Regions from separate parts of the Mus musculus genome. Here all the other regions are linked to region 3. The links are chromatin contacts, called in public promoter capture Hi-C maps. All regions are on one chromosome and are shown on one strand. The core of a region is the stretch at or near the end of the contact, and the rest is flanking DNA. Distances in the headings are between cores, read along the strand shown. Region 1 holds the start of Carhsp1 (calcium regulated heat stable protein 1). Region 2 holds the start of Tmem186 (transmembrane protein 186). Region 3 overlaps Gm30012 (a long non-coding RNA gene).

Region 1 (4,582 bases), core at 903-3,402, 220 kb before region 3:
CGAGACTGTGTCCAGTGTTCTGCAGGACCTGCCTAGTGTTTATCCGAAGTCTCTGCCCTCTCAGATGGAGACAAGCTGGATGCTTATTTCACGTCCCGACGTCTAGCACAAAGTCTGGCATAAAGTGACATAGGCCAGGGGAGAAACGGCTTAGTGCGTTACAGTGCATGCTCTACAGGCAACAGATCTGAGCGGGAGCCCTCAGTGCCCACAGGAGTAGCCAGGCATAGCTGCACATGCTTGCAACGCTGGGAACTGGGGTTGAGATGAGTGACTCCTGAGAGCTTGCTGATGAGCTAAAATGGCAAGATTCTAGATTAGTGAGAGACACTGCTGCAAAGCAGAAGGCGGAGAACAGAGGAACACAGAATGCCCAACCTAGCACTAAACATCGGGAGGATTCCAGGAGAGTCGCTGGTCTTTGGTCCAGATTGGAAGGTGGAAAACGCTAGGTTTTGATGTTCATGAAGGATGGTGGAAGCAGCAACAGCAACAAAGCAGATGCACCCATCATGAAGACAGGAAAGCAAGCTGGCGAAACCCAAAAAGGTTTTACTGCTGTCTCCAGTTAGGGCGGCCCTTCTCGTTTTAATTTCCCTAGCCAAGAAGATATACACAGAGACTTGTCTCTTTAGGTGACTGCAGATCCAGTAAAGGTGACAGCCATGGTTCATAATCATACTGGGTCACAGAAGACTGCCTCAAAAATAAATAAACCGATCATGGAGGGGTCCAAAAAGCTTGTGTGACTATATACTTCAGTCTCCTCGTGGGCACGTGCCTGGGCATCTGTCTTTTTTTTTTTTTTTCCTTCCTGAATGGTGACTGTACCATTTTCTAGTCCCCCTGCCAGAGAGCCGAGGGAGCCCTTCTCTTTGCCTGAGGAGTTGGCTTTCTTGATTTTGATGGTTCAGCATGCCCTGGGGGTAGGTCTAGAGGGTCTCAGTAGGGATGAGCTATCTCTTGGAAGACTGGGGGCTGCTGCCTACCACACCTACAGGGAACCTCTTTCCCACACCTAGGAAATATGAATTTGACCCTGGGGGGGGGGTCACGCTGAGGGCTTGCTCTCTTTGTTGGCCATGGAGATAGATCACAGCATGTCTCTGTGCCTCAGTTTCCTTTTCTGAAAATTGGAAGAAACACCATTTACTTCCACAGATAAAGTATCTTAAGGGTTTCTATTGCTGCCATGAAAACACCATTGATCAAAAAGCAAACTGGGGAGAAAGAGGTTTATTTGGCTTACACTTCCATGTTTCTGTTAATTATTGAAGGAAGTTAAGACAGGAACTGGGCAGGAGCTGATACAGAGGCCATGGAGGACAGCTGCTTACTGGCTTGCTCCTCATGACTTACACAGCCTGCTTTCTTATAGAACCCAGGACCACTAGCCCAGGGATGGCTCCACCAACAACCAGCTGGGCTCTTTCTTCATTGATCACTAATTGAGAAAATGTCCTATAGTTGGATCTCATGGAGGCATTTCCTCAACTGAGGCTCCTTTTTCTCGGATGACTCTAACTTGTGTCAAGTTGACACACAAAACCAGCCAGTACATAAAGCTTCAGGGATTCAGTAGAAATAAAAATTGAAAAAACATGGGGTTGGTGCCCACACCCATCTCAAATCCATTAGGGAGTCTGAGGCTATCCTGTCTCAAAATCAGCCCACGAAGAATAAATCAATTAGACAATAGAAAACGAACAAAACAACTCCTCCCTCCTCTCATTTTTATATTTCCCTTTCTGTCTCTCGCCTTCCTTCTATCTCTTAATTCTTGAAAAAAAAAAAAAAAAAGGCGCCCGCTTATCTCGAGTCAAGGGCAGGTTGGGGCCGGACTTGTGCTGGGGAGTGGCAGGCACAGCACGCCGAGACCCGATTGTGCCACTTTCCCGGGCACCGGGCCGGCACTGGGCGCCCGCAGACCCGCGAGTGGCGGGGAGAACACCTCCAGCCGCTGCCGAGTCCCCGGCTCCCGCCCGCGGGGCATCAACACAAAGGTCCTGCGGCAGCAGCTGTGCCGCGCTCCTCCTCCCCGACCAGTCCAAGGTCCGGGCCGCGCGTCCATTGGCCCGGAGCTCCAAGGGGCGTGGTCTCACACTCCGCCCTGCCCCGCGGCCACGCCCCAAGTCCCCGATCTTTTCTTGCAGTCGAAGAGCAGCAGCTGGAGGAGTAGGACGTGTCGCCAGGTAAGTGGCTGGTCCTGGGACCCTAGGGATGGGCGTGATGGTGCGCGGGATCTCTGGAGCCGCGGGGACGGGGCCGAGGCCTGCTCTGCACTTTGCTTCCCCTCTGTGGGGCCTTCTCGTTCTCCAGCTCCGTGATGGGTGCCCCCCCACCCCCACCTCCGGGACGTGCTCCAGTCGCCCGGGCTAGTTTGGGGAGCGCGGGTTACTCACCGTCCCCAAGGGGAGACGGGTGGGTGTGGCCACAACACCGATACTTGTCTGACTTCGGTTAGTACTTCTCTCTGGGCCACCTGTTTTTTGAGCGTAGGAGGCGCGCCCTCTGCGTTTTCTGGCGGGCTGGAGGTGCTGGAGACTCGCGGCTAGAGGAAGGCGGAGCTGTCCTCGACGGCCGGGCCTCGCCAGCTGCATGCTGGGCGGCGGGACAGTAGCCAGGCCCGGAGAGGGGGAACCGCCCTGACCCCTCGCGGTTGGCTGCCTGTAGGGAGGAGGAGCGGCAGGGCGCGCTCGCTTGGTGTTTGCGCCAGGATGGGGGCCTTAGGGCACAGAGGAAAACTTCACCGGGACTGGCGGTCCTGTTTACAGGCCGGAAATGCAAGGTTGGGTTTTGCTTTTTGTTTAAAAAAACCAGGCTCTGAGCTCACAGTTTTCTGAGGTTGCAGTTTAGGTCTGTGCAGGGTCAGCTGTAGATTCCCACTTCTCCTTCAGGGCCTGGATTCTGAGAGATGGAGGTGCCCCTTTGCAAAATAGGAGACCCCCCCACCCTTCCCCGCCGATTGGAATAGAGGGAGCTGGCTAGCCTAAGTGTCTGGAGAAATAGGGGCTTTTTAAAAACCTTCCCCTCTTGACCATACTGTTACTTCTTGGTGCTTTTAGTATGTTCTCTCTCCAAGCTGAAGCCAGAGGGAGAGAATGAAAAATAATTGGTCATTAAACCAGTAGTGGTGGGTTATGCCTGCAGTCCCAGCACTGGGGAGGTAAAAAGGATTCAGGATTCAGGTTCAATCGTGGCTCCATAATTAGTTCAAGGCCAGCTGCGGTAAATAACTTCCTTCTCCTTCACAGCACTGGGGAGACTAAGACAGAGGAACTGTCCACAGCAAGATCCTTCAAACCACTTAAAAACTCGAATTACAATCTGTGTCCCATGTTCCTGTTCTTTGTCCTATTAGGCTCGAACTTTCCCACAGGGCCTTCTCTAGCGGCTTTGTGACTCTGACTGTTCATTGTGTCCCTAAGTGATCCTTAAGCCTCAGCTCAGCCATTCCCTGGTCTGGGACAGGGGTCTCCTCAGAGTTTGGCCTCCCTCCCCCCTATCATCGCCTCTTGGGTGACGACAGCCTGGTTGCCACTCTGTGCCCTTGCATCACCTCACCCTCCAGGGTGACCATGAGCTGAATTGGGGTCAGAGTAAGCTGACTTCAGCCCAGCCTAGGGTTGGGGGAGCTGGCTTTCTTAGTCCTGCGAATGCAAGGGGAAGACTTTGTGCCTCATATCTGGCAGCTGTGGGAGGGGAGGGTTCTCCTAGTGTGACTGTGCACACCTTAGGGCCACTATTGTTAAGCCCACCTTCTGCTCTGCAGTGTGGCTGGGACTGCCTCTATAGCTTTGAGCTACTGGGATTTGCAAGGTCCTTGTCAAACTGAGGCAGGGAATTAGTGGGTCTAGGAGAAGATGGAAACAATCAGGCTGGAAGGTGAGCAGAACTGGGGGTGGGGTGAGGCAATTCAGGGCTAGGAGGCCAAGAGGTCTCCTTGGCCTGCCCCGTGGGATGACGTTATTGGAAGGGACTGCTTTGGGTTTCTGGACTCTAATCTGGAGCTTCTAGCTTCCTGGCAGTTGAGGGGAGGGAGGCAGGGGAGGGGGCGTCCCAGCTGGGCTGTTGGAGGGACGGGTTGTCTCCTAATCCTGTACTGTTTGCTCTTCTGTGTTCAGAGGCCCCGCCCCTGATATCCCCCCCCCCCTACTCTCACTGAATTCTCTCTTCTCAGAACAATGGAGCAGCATGTGGCTGGCTAGCCTGGCTGCTGTGAGCCTCAACAGCACGCGCACGCACGAAAACACACACACACACACACACACACACACACACACACACACCCCTGCTCTTCTCATCCTGTGCCTTCCAGGATCCCTGTGTCCGTTTAGCTGATCAGTCTTAATCTTCCCTTGGCTCTGGGTTCTTTTCTGCTAGTCTGGCTGAGTTGGGGGTGAAGATGAACCTTGACGTCTCAGTTTGTATATGTGTTCCCCTACCCTCCCCAACGCCTGCATCTTGGGAGCTGGGCAGTTTCGCAGCAGCTGTCCCTCTGGGAATCCCTTAGAAAGGCAGACTTGGGGGCTTTTGGGAGCAGGTCAGTGCTAGAGCCAGAGATCCTGGCTTCCCAGAATCA
Region 2 (4,375 bases), core at 1,142-3,641, 180 kb before region 3:
AAGACAGACTTCTATACAAACAGGGAAATGTGCAAACCTCTGGGTCCGTGCTAATCACGTGGAGCCTACAGAGGCCATATCCTGTTACAACAACCACAATAAAAGATAACCTGTTCTTCCTCTTCCAGATTGCACTGTGATTAGTGATGTTTGATAACGCACACAGATGAGACAGGGAAGGCGGATGATACATAGATCTGTTGCTAGAATATTTTAATTGCAGAACCCAACATACAGGAAACTTCTCTTCTAAATTACTTTTCTCTTATTGTTACAATTGCTTGTGATCACTGCCCGCATGGTGTTCTAAGGGTTGAAAGCACATCTGGATCACCTGGCTCCTTCTCTATCTTATACTTCATGTCCATCTACTGCCATTTAGCTAGGGACACGGAAGCACTTTCCCAGTAGCTTATCTAGTACCTGGAGTGGTCTCCACCCTTGCACAGGAAAAGGAAATGACAAACAAGACCGTCAACAGTGCCCTGGAGCTTAGGTCCTTGAAGCACAGCTGCCGTAAGAAACGGAGGTGCCACGTCTTAATAGTTTTACTTCAGTTTCCTTATGGTAGAATGGTAGCAGCTGGACAGTAAATGCCTTTATTCTCAGCACTCAGAAGGCAGAGGCAGAGGCAGGGGGATCTCCATGAGTTCGAGGCCAGCATGGTCTACAGAGATAATTCAAGGACAGGCAAAGCTACACCAAGAATCCCTGCCTTGAAAAAACAAAAAACCAGCAGGGCAGTGGTGGCACACGCCTTTAATCCCAGCACTCGGGAGGCAGAGACAGGCGGATTTCTGAGTTCGAGGCCAGCCTGGTCTACAGAGTGAGTTCCAGGACAGCCAGGACTATACAGAGAAACCCTGTCTCGAAAAAAACAAAACACAAAGATCTATTCCACAGCCTGGTAAAGTACTTGGTCAAAAGCTATGACTCAGGAGCTCACAGGCACTATGGGGAAACCTACTAGTGTTCTTTTTGTTAAATGGAAATCTTGTCAAATTGCCTTCTAAATATTTATGTTTATATCCATAGATTAATGCCACTCTCAAGCCTGGTAAGAAAAGTTTCTCTTTGTAGTGGCAGTGGTCAATGCAGACGCATACCTGGACAAAGTGCTAAGAATAAGTGCCCTTTATCAACCCTGTCCAGGCTCAGGGGACAGAAAGAATGTAAGAGCCAGAGGACGGGGAGGAGCGTGGCGAATGAAATGCTGTCTTCTGGACATTATATGGCTGTTGCCTGCATGAATTCAGCAACTGTGGTTCCCTGCACAAGATCAAGTCAGTTAACATTCCAGCATGGGTGATATGTTGCCCATCACTTGGGGTGTGTTAGTGTGTAGCACTAACTGGACTTAGTGAGGTATTAAAATAAGAATTTTAAAAAGGACATGAAAATGGAAGAGGGATGTGTGAGTAGGTGTTCCCCAGAGGGAGCACAGGAAGGTTGGGGGTGAATATGATCAGATACACTGTACACATGTAATTGCAAAGGAATAAAAAAATTAAAAAGATAAGACTCACATATCTAAGGTTACACACACTTAACATGGGCTTCTGGAACAGTCCACGAAATCTAAAAGGAGTGGGGCAGAGACACCCAAGCTATTTAAGCCCAGTGTCAAGTTTGAGTGATTTCTGCTCAACCACGAATTTGTGTATAGGAGGCAGAAAGAATGTCATCACCACAACGAAACCACACAAACTTATCTTTGGCCCTAACAGCAAAATCTGTTAGCGGAACAAAGTCCCATTGGATCCTTGATCCTTTCAGCAAACAGCCTATTACTACCTGGGTCCCCATTGCTGCAGGGGCTCACTTTTGAGGCCTGATCTGGCGAGGAACTGTCATGAATTTCAGTGATCCTCACCAAAACATCCCAAGCAACAGGCAATGCCCCAGTTAAAGTGGCTTCAAGGGCTCCGAGAAAGATTTGCTGAAGGTCAGACGACTGAGAACCTGCCTTTGGTATATTAGAAGAGACAGCCAAAGGTGACAGGGCTGGGGAGGCGAAACAGCAGGTCAGAGGGCCGAGGCTGGAGTTCAAGCCAGGTCACCAGCCCCGAGGGCCCGAGAAGAAACTCAGGCCCGAACTTTCAGACTCTGAACACGTTTCCTACTCGGAAGGTTTTTTGGGGGCCCCCTCCCTGCGCACCCCACTCAGGACCCCGCTCAGGACTCGCGTCTCCTGGTTCCCGGACAGTCGTTACCGCGGTCTAGGGCAGCAAGGGCTCTGCTCCACCACCGCGAGCCTCCCGGGCGCCGCCTACCTGCCGCGGGGCAGTCAGGGTCCCATCCATGTCGAAGAGACAGAGAGTGGCCATTTCTCCAGTCAGAAACCTCGACCGCACCAGGAACTCTACCCGGAACTCTACCCGGAACTTCCGGGTCCGCTCCGAGCCCTGGAGTTCCAAGGCACCATGGGAAGATTCCCTAATGGTTCACAGAACACCGGTGGCGGTTACAAAATTTGAACTACAGTTCCCAAGCCATAGTAATTTTTTTTTTTTTTTTTGAATTAGCGCATGCGGGTTTTTAACCGCCCGCGCATGCGCCCTTCAACTTTCCGGTGACAAGTACAGCGTGCGTCCTGTAGCAGGCGGCGGGCTCATGGTAGGAATGTCAGGAGGGAACGCGCTCCCCGTCCCCGGTCGGGTCTAGGACTGGCAGGCAGGACGCCTGGGCTGACCATTCGGGAAACCGGCCAGTGGAAGGCCAGAGTCTATTAGCTTGGGCTGTTTTCCTGCTTTGTCCCGGGCCCTTGGGTCACGTGGACGGTCTGCGTCGCTGCCACTTCGTACGTACACACCCGGTTCAGAGCTTAAGAGCCGTGTCTCCCTCAGCGTATTCTGAGGTTTTCTTTGGAAGGGTGAAGAAGGATGCACAGCTAGTGTCCTCTTGACTCCAAAGCCCAGAATCTGCTCACTCCAGAGAACCACAGGCAGTGTGTTGAGGGCCTCCGTGCCTCACGTCTCTGCTTCCTTCCCAGACAGGTTAATGATACAAAGAGGTTCTCTGGCCGCGCAAGGCACTCGGAGAACTGCAGAGGTCCTGTGATAAGTACCCCACGGCTTTGTTGTGTGGGGTTCTGACACCGATTGATTTACCCCTTAAGGAAGGGCGGTCCTTCAAGTCCGCTGTTGCCCGGTCTCTAGTGAATAGCTGAAACGACAGGTTTTCTATGTTCATTTAGACCTGCCTAGGAGGAAGGGCCCGTCCGAGCTCCAGACTGCCCGTGTTTCCCTGTACTTGGGGCTGTGAGGTGGGGTGGGGGAGGGCTTAGGTTCTTAAAAATGTTTTTGTTGTTTTGTTTTAATCTTGTGTGTTTAGTTTGTGTGCATATGCTTGTGCTTTGGCATACGGGGCTCCAGGACGTACTGCGTGAGTAATTTCTCTTCCTTCACCGTGTTGGCCTGAGGGATCAAATTCAAGTTACCCGGTTTGGTACCAAGCACCTGTACTAGATGGGCTATCTCACTAACTGCGACTAGGGTTTTGTTTGTTTAGTTGTAAAAATGGGAGAAGGTACCTATTTAGAATAGAATTCCACCAAAAAAAAAAAAAAATTAAGTGTCTGGCTTTATCACTTTCCTCTGGAAGTCATGGTGACTTTCCAGGAGCGGTTGAAGCCCTTCTGGGAGATGCTTTGTCTTGTTCATTGTGTGATTAGCATGGGTGACTTCTGAAATGAACCTCTCTCTTCCAGGCTTTCCTCCTTCGAGTCGTGCCAAGGTTGCAGGGGCCCACTGCATGGAGGAGGCCTCTACAGGGACTATGGTGCTGCTCTGGGCAGGGGGATTCCAAAAGGTGGGTGGGGAGCAGGTCTCCCCACTCACGGGAGAAGTCACCAGGCACCGAGACCGAAACATTCCATACAATCTACCGGTTCCGAGCCATCCGAGCAATTGGGTTCCTCTCGCGGCTGAAGTTGGCCCAGACAGCTGTGACTGTGGTGGCCCTGCCCCCGGGCTTCTATTGCTACTCACAAGGCCTCATGACCCTCAGTTCACTGTGCCTTCTGGGTGGGGTCGCCAGCTTTGCCCTGGCCATGCTCTGTTGGATGAGCCACTTCTTCCGGAGACTGGTGGGCATCCTGTATGTGAACGAGTCGGGCACCCTGCTCCGAGTGGCCCACCTGACCTTCTGGGGCTGGCGGCAGGACACGTACTGTGCCGTGTCAGACATGATACCCCTGTCAGAATCCCAGGAACGGGTTCAGGATGTGTTTGTACGCATCCAGCAGTACAGTGGCAAGCAGACCTTCTACCTCACCTTACGCTATGGCCGAATCCTGGACAGGGAACGGTTCGCACAAGTGTTCGGAACTCTGGCCACACTGAAGAACAGCAAGTAGGCCTCTCATAGCCCTCGT
Region 3 (4,120 bases), core at 1,608-4,107:
TTCTCTAAGGGTTTGGTGATGGTGGGAAAAGCTGCTATAAATGTTACCGTGCTGGCTTGTGTGTAGAAGTAAATGTTCATCTGAGTAAAGACTAAGGGGGCACAACTGGGATCACGTGGGAAGATGCTTTCAATCTTGTAAACAATCAACTCATCTTCCAAAGTAGTTGTGCCATTTCTCATTCCAGCAGCAATGACCAGCCATTCCCGCTGTCTCTCATCCTTGCTAGCACATGATGTCACCAGTGCTCTGGGGTCTGGCCATTCTAAAGGTAGGTAGGGCTATTTTGTGGATGTTTTGATTTGCAGTTGCACAGTGGCACTCTGAACACATTTCTCCCATTAAAGATCGCAATGACCTGTGAGTTCCAGGCCAGCCTAGACTACACAGCAAATGTTAGGCCAGCCTGGGCTATACAATAAGATCCTATCTTTTGAAATATACAACCCAATAATAGTAAAATGTTACAGATAGCACACAAGTATGGTAGTTGCAAAATAAACACCCCTGTAACTGACAATCCATCCAAGAGCCCTCTGCTTATTCCTATGTCCTTTCTAGAAACCCACCCCGGGTCCTCAGTTGCTGGCAGGTTTTTATACTATCGCTATGCATGACCGGGCAGTGGTGGCACACGCCTTTAATCCTGGCACTTGGGAGGCAGAGGTAGGTGGATTTCTGAGTTCAAGGCCAGCGTAGTCTACAGAGTGAGTTCCAGGACAGCCAGGGCTACACAGAGAAACCCTGTCTCAAAAAACCAAACCAAACTAAACCAAACCAAACCAAACCAAACCAAACCAAACCAAACCAAACCAAACCAACCAACCAACCAAACAAACAAAAAACAAAAAAGAAAAACCAAACAAAACCCAATCTCTATTTATGTCTATGCATGTGCCTCACAGCATAGTGCAGCCTTGCTTGTTTTAAAGTTTAACAAGAATCACTCCACGCACATTTTTGGATGGTTGGAGTTTTTGGTTCATCTTTATGAAATCATTCTATGCTGTGCTCACTGAATGGCATTCCTTTTCACTGCAGCACAATGTTTCTGAGGGTGGCCATAATGCAGTTACTTACTTGAAGCAAATGGGATGGGTAATGGGCAGACTCATCTGAGTTCTTATCCCCACTTCCCACTGTCTCAGGCTGTGTTGACCTCTTGAAGAGCTCAAAGTACTACACATAATGTGTTCAAATCACTATAACTCCCTACCTGTGAGCGATGGAGTGACACAGACCCAGCCACATTCTAAACACTGCCCAGCTCATTCCTTGAAGGGAGTGCAAAGTTGTCCCATTTGAAACTTTTGAGAGAGTAGTGGGTCCAAGGCTGGTTAACATTGTCAGATTAGGCAAAGAGACTTTATGTTCTTTGTAGTTTGTGCTGGTGCTTGCAAAGTACCCAGAACATTGCTGGGAGTGGGACATATAGAAAATCCCACAGAATGGACTAGTTAGAATATAACTTACACAAGCTAACAGTCATCCTCCTGCCTCTGGACCTTGTCCTGCCTGTAACCCTCTCCATTTAGGGCTCTTATACTTGCAAGGCCTGTTTCAGGGAGGGCCAGACTCCCTTACTTATGTCACAGGACAAAAATATTCATTGATTTTTTTTTTGTTTCCATGTGTGCTGTGTATATGTGAATATGCATGCTTCACATGTGTGTGGGCACATGTATGTGAGTATGTAGAGGCCTGAGGTTGATGCTGATAATTCTCAGTCATCCTTCTACTTTGTGCCCTGGGCAACGTCTCCCAGTCAGCCCCAGAGAATTTGGGCACATTGGTCTCCTTACCCAGCTTGCTCAGGGATCCTGTCTTCTTTAGACTTAGAGGCAGGTCTTCATGCCCACCAGCACTGATGTGGATCCTGGGGCTCCAAACTCTGGTCCTAATGCTTCCAATTAGGACACCGTAGCTGACGAGTCATCACCTCAGGAAAAGCCTTTTCAGCTTGGCCCACCAGCTTCCCAAGCCACGATGCCATCACCTGAGCCACATGCCCACCTTTAACTGGTCCCTTGAGATTCTATGTGCAGTGTGAGCCTGATATCCAGTTACCTGGCAGCACAGTGGACCACAAGCATCCGTGGCCCCTGGATGATGGTGGCAAGGGATCTCCTTGGACATGCTTTCTCATCTCCTTCTCTTTTTTATTCTTTATTGTTTGAGAATTTCATATGTGCATGGAATGCGCTTTGATCAAGTCTGTCTCCCATTCTCTCCCATCTGATTCCTCTCCTGCTCCTCCACACTTCCCTCTCAACTTCACATGCTTGCGTGCTCTGTCTCTCCCCTCCCTTCCCCAAGCCTCCCAAGCTGCTGAATTCACCTAGTGCTGGCTGTGTATACATGGGTTTAGGCCATCTACTGGAGCAGGGAGTCTCTCAGGGGACAGATCCTTGAGAAAACTGCAGCTCCATCAGCTAGTTACTCAACAACCCTTGATTCTATAGCGGCATCGTGTAAGGAACATCCAGGGACAGGTTGAGGTGTGTGTGTGTGTGTGTGTGTGTGTGTGTGTGTGTGTGTAAAATGCTGACTGACTTGGTAGATGGGAAGCAGAGTTCAGGACAGAGAAAGGAATAAAATATGGCCAGGAAAGACCCTGAAGAAAGGGATAAAATATGGTCAGGATCATCCCGAGTAGTAGAAGAAAGGCAAGGTGTGAGCCTTGGGCAGATCTGGGAGTGAGCCTTACTCTTGCTGAGTGCCAGCTTCCCTATGTAGGAGAGATGGACAGGCTAATACCAGGCCTTCACCCTGCACTTCTCCCCCACACCTCCCCTATCTATACTAGTCAGAGAGTGGGCGGGGATGCTTTTGCCCAGGCTCATCCTGTTTTGTGGTCTTTTGTAATTTCCTCTTCTCTCTCTACCTCTCATTTTCTCTTTGCCAGCCAGTGATAGGCTAGGAACTTCAGGTCACAAAGAAGCTTTGATTATCTGGCTCCCTGGCAGCTCCTTTCATCTTGGGAACATTTTGCAAGCCAAATCTAATTGAGGCGGGGTGGCAGGCTTGCAGGGAGGGTCGCATCTTCTCCGGTTAGCTACCAGTGCTCTGCTTAGGGAATGGCTCTCACATCCGCTGGACACACAGGCTCAGCCCCCGCTGTGTTCTAAGGGGTGTCAGCTCTACTTTCCCCAGCTTCCCCGAGGGAAGCTTTTTGAAGATCAGGAAGCAGAGGCTCACTTGCTTGTTGGTGGGGAAGGGGGGGGGGTTGGGCAACTCCAATCCCCAGATGCCTGTCTCATGCCCTCTCATTCCCACTGTCCCCAGCCAGGCCACTTCTGGCTCATGGTGCAAATTCAGTTACTACAGTCTCCGGGAGGCCAAGTTCCCAGCTTGCTTTCCAAATGGCTTTGGATATTAATGCTCTGTGGGAGGATTTTAGCCATGGGTGAAAAGGTGGCTTGTGCAAAAACAACATTTTTGATTTCTTCTTTCTCAGTTGGGAAAATGTGTTCCAGGCAGCAATGCTGAGCTCCGCGGGGAAAGCACTGGAGGAGCTTAGAGGGTACTGGAGGCTTTGCGCAGGGAACACGACCCAGGCAACCAGGCTTCATAGCACTGACTGTCCTCACAGATAAAGGGGTTACACAGAGGCTGGAATGATGGGGTAATATGAGTTTGCGGAGTCAGAGACCTGTGGGGAGCAGGCCTGGAGCAAGAGTGAGGTTGAGACCTGTTCGAACCTTGGAAATCTGGCTGGAGATCTGCAGGAGTAGGATTGCTCACCTCCTGCCCTGCCCCGCGTGTCCTAGCGCACTTAGCCCTGTGCCTCCACCTTTGCCCCACCGTTGGTGGTCACCTAGCCAGTTGGTAGTCAGGATAAACCTCCTTTCCCCTTATAAAGTCATGTCCAGCAGTACCTGGAATTCCTCCTCATGCAAGTGAGGCAATCCTAGCACCCTGGCCTCAGCCAATGATGTACACCCCCCCCCCCAAAGGTTTATATACCCTATCGACTCTGTTCTAATCTGCTCTCACTCATCGGTGTCTGAAATCTCCAACTCAGGGCTGGTTCCAACCACCCAGAATCCACTGGCTGTGATTGCTAGTGATCACACCACTTCAGCAGAGCCTGAACTGTAAGGTTACAGGGGACCTCAGG

Evidence for each region. Promoter capture Hi-C pulls out the DNA fragments that hold promoters and counts their contacts.
Region 1: a promoter capture Hi-C map of the HPC-7 cell line shows a contact between it and region 3. The contact joins the promoter of Carhsp1 here to the enhancer-like site in region 3. A contact is called at or near these places in 21 of 39 promoter capture datasets (the 3T3-L1 cell line, 3T3-L1-derived adipocytes, the C10 cell line and 14 more), 1 of 15 datasets of contacts at CTCF or cohesin (large pre-B cells), 1 of 484 Hi-C or Micro-C datasets (bone marrow-derived macrophages), 17 of 115 datasets of contacts at active chromatin or transcription factors (the SCID.adh cell line, T-cell acute lymphoblastic leukemia, embryonic basal ganglia and 12 more) and 3 of 9 other capture datasets (adipose tissue, liver and pancreatic islet).
Region 2: a contact with region 3 is called in a promoter capture Hi-C map of the HPC-7 cell line. The contact joins the promoter of Tmem186 here to the enhancer-like site in region 3. A contact is called at or near these places in 13 of 39 promoter capture datasets (the C10 cell line, the HPC-7 cell line, cranial neural crest and 9 more), 3 of 115 datasets of contacts at active chromatin or transcription factors (embryonic stem cells, epiblast stem cells and stem cell-derived neural progenitor cells) and 3 of 9 other capture datasets (adipose tissue, liver and pancreatic islet).

What each region holds. Positions count from the first base shown.
Region 1 is chr16:8,669,723-8,674,304 of GRCm38.p6, reverse strand. Carhsp1 (calcium regulated heat stable protein 1) reads left to right here and starts at 2,152. Exons shown (of 4, transcript NM_025821.2): 1 at 2,152-2,192.
Region 2 is chr16:8,635,727-8,640,101 of GRCm38.p6, reverse strand. It overlaps Tmem186 (transmembrane protein 186), which reads left to right and starts at 2,391. Exons shown (of 2, transcript NM_025708.5): 1 at 2,391-2,616; 2 at 3,710-4,375. The coding sequence starts at 2,614. The coding sequence ends at 4,357. Pmm2 (phosphomannomutase 2) reads right to left here and starts at 2,395. Exons shown (of 9, transcript NM_016881.3): 1 at 2,274-2,395. The coding sequence starts at 2,327.
Region 3 is chr16:8,454,103-8,458,222 of GRCm38.p6, reverse strand. It overlaps Gm30012 (a long non-coding RNA gene), which reads left to right. Exons shown (of 5, transcript XR_384641.4): 5 at 1-536. Among named protein-coding and RNA genes, the nearest start is that of Mettl22, 15 kb to the left of the region's middle. Within about 2 kb of position 2,857, at least 41 of the 459 cell types and tissues checked have an H3K27ac peak or open chromatin away from gene starts, as enhancers often do. A contact at or near this core is called in the HPC-7 cell line, memory CD8 T cells and regulatory T cells, where this site is marked.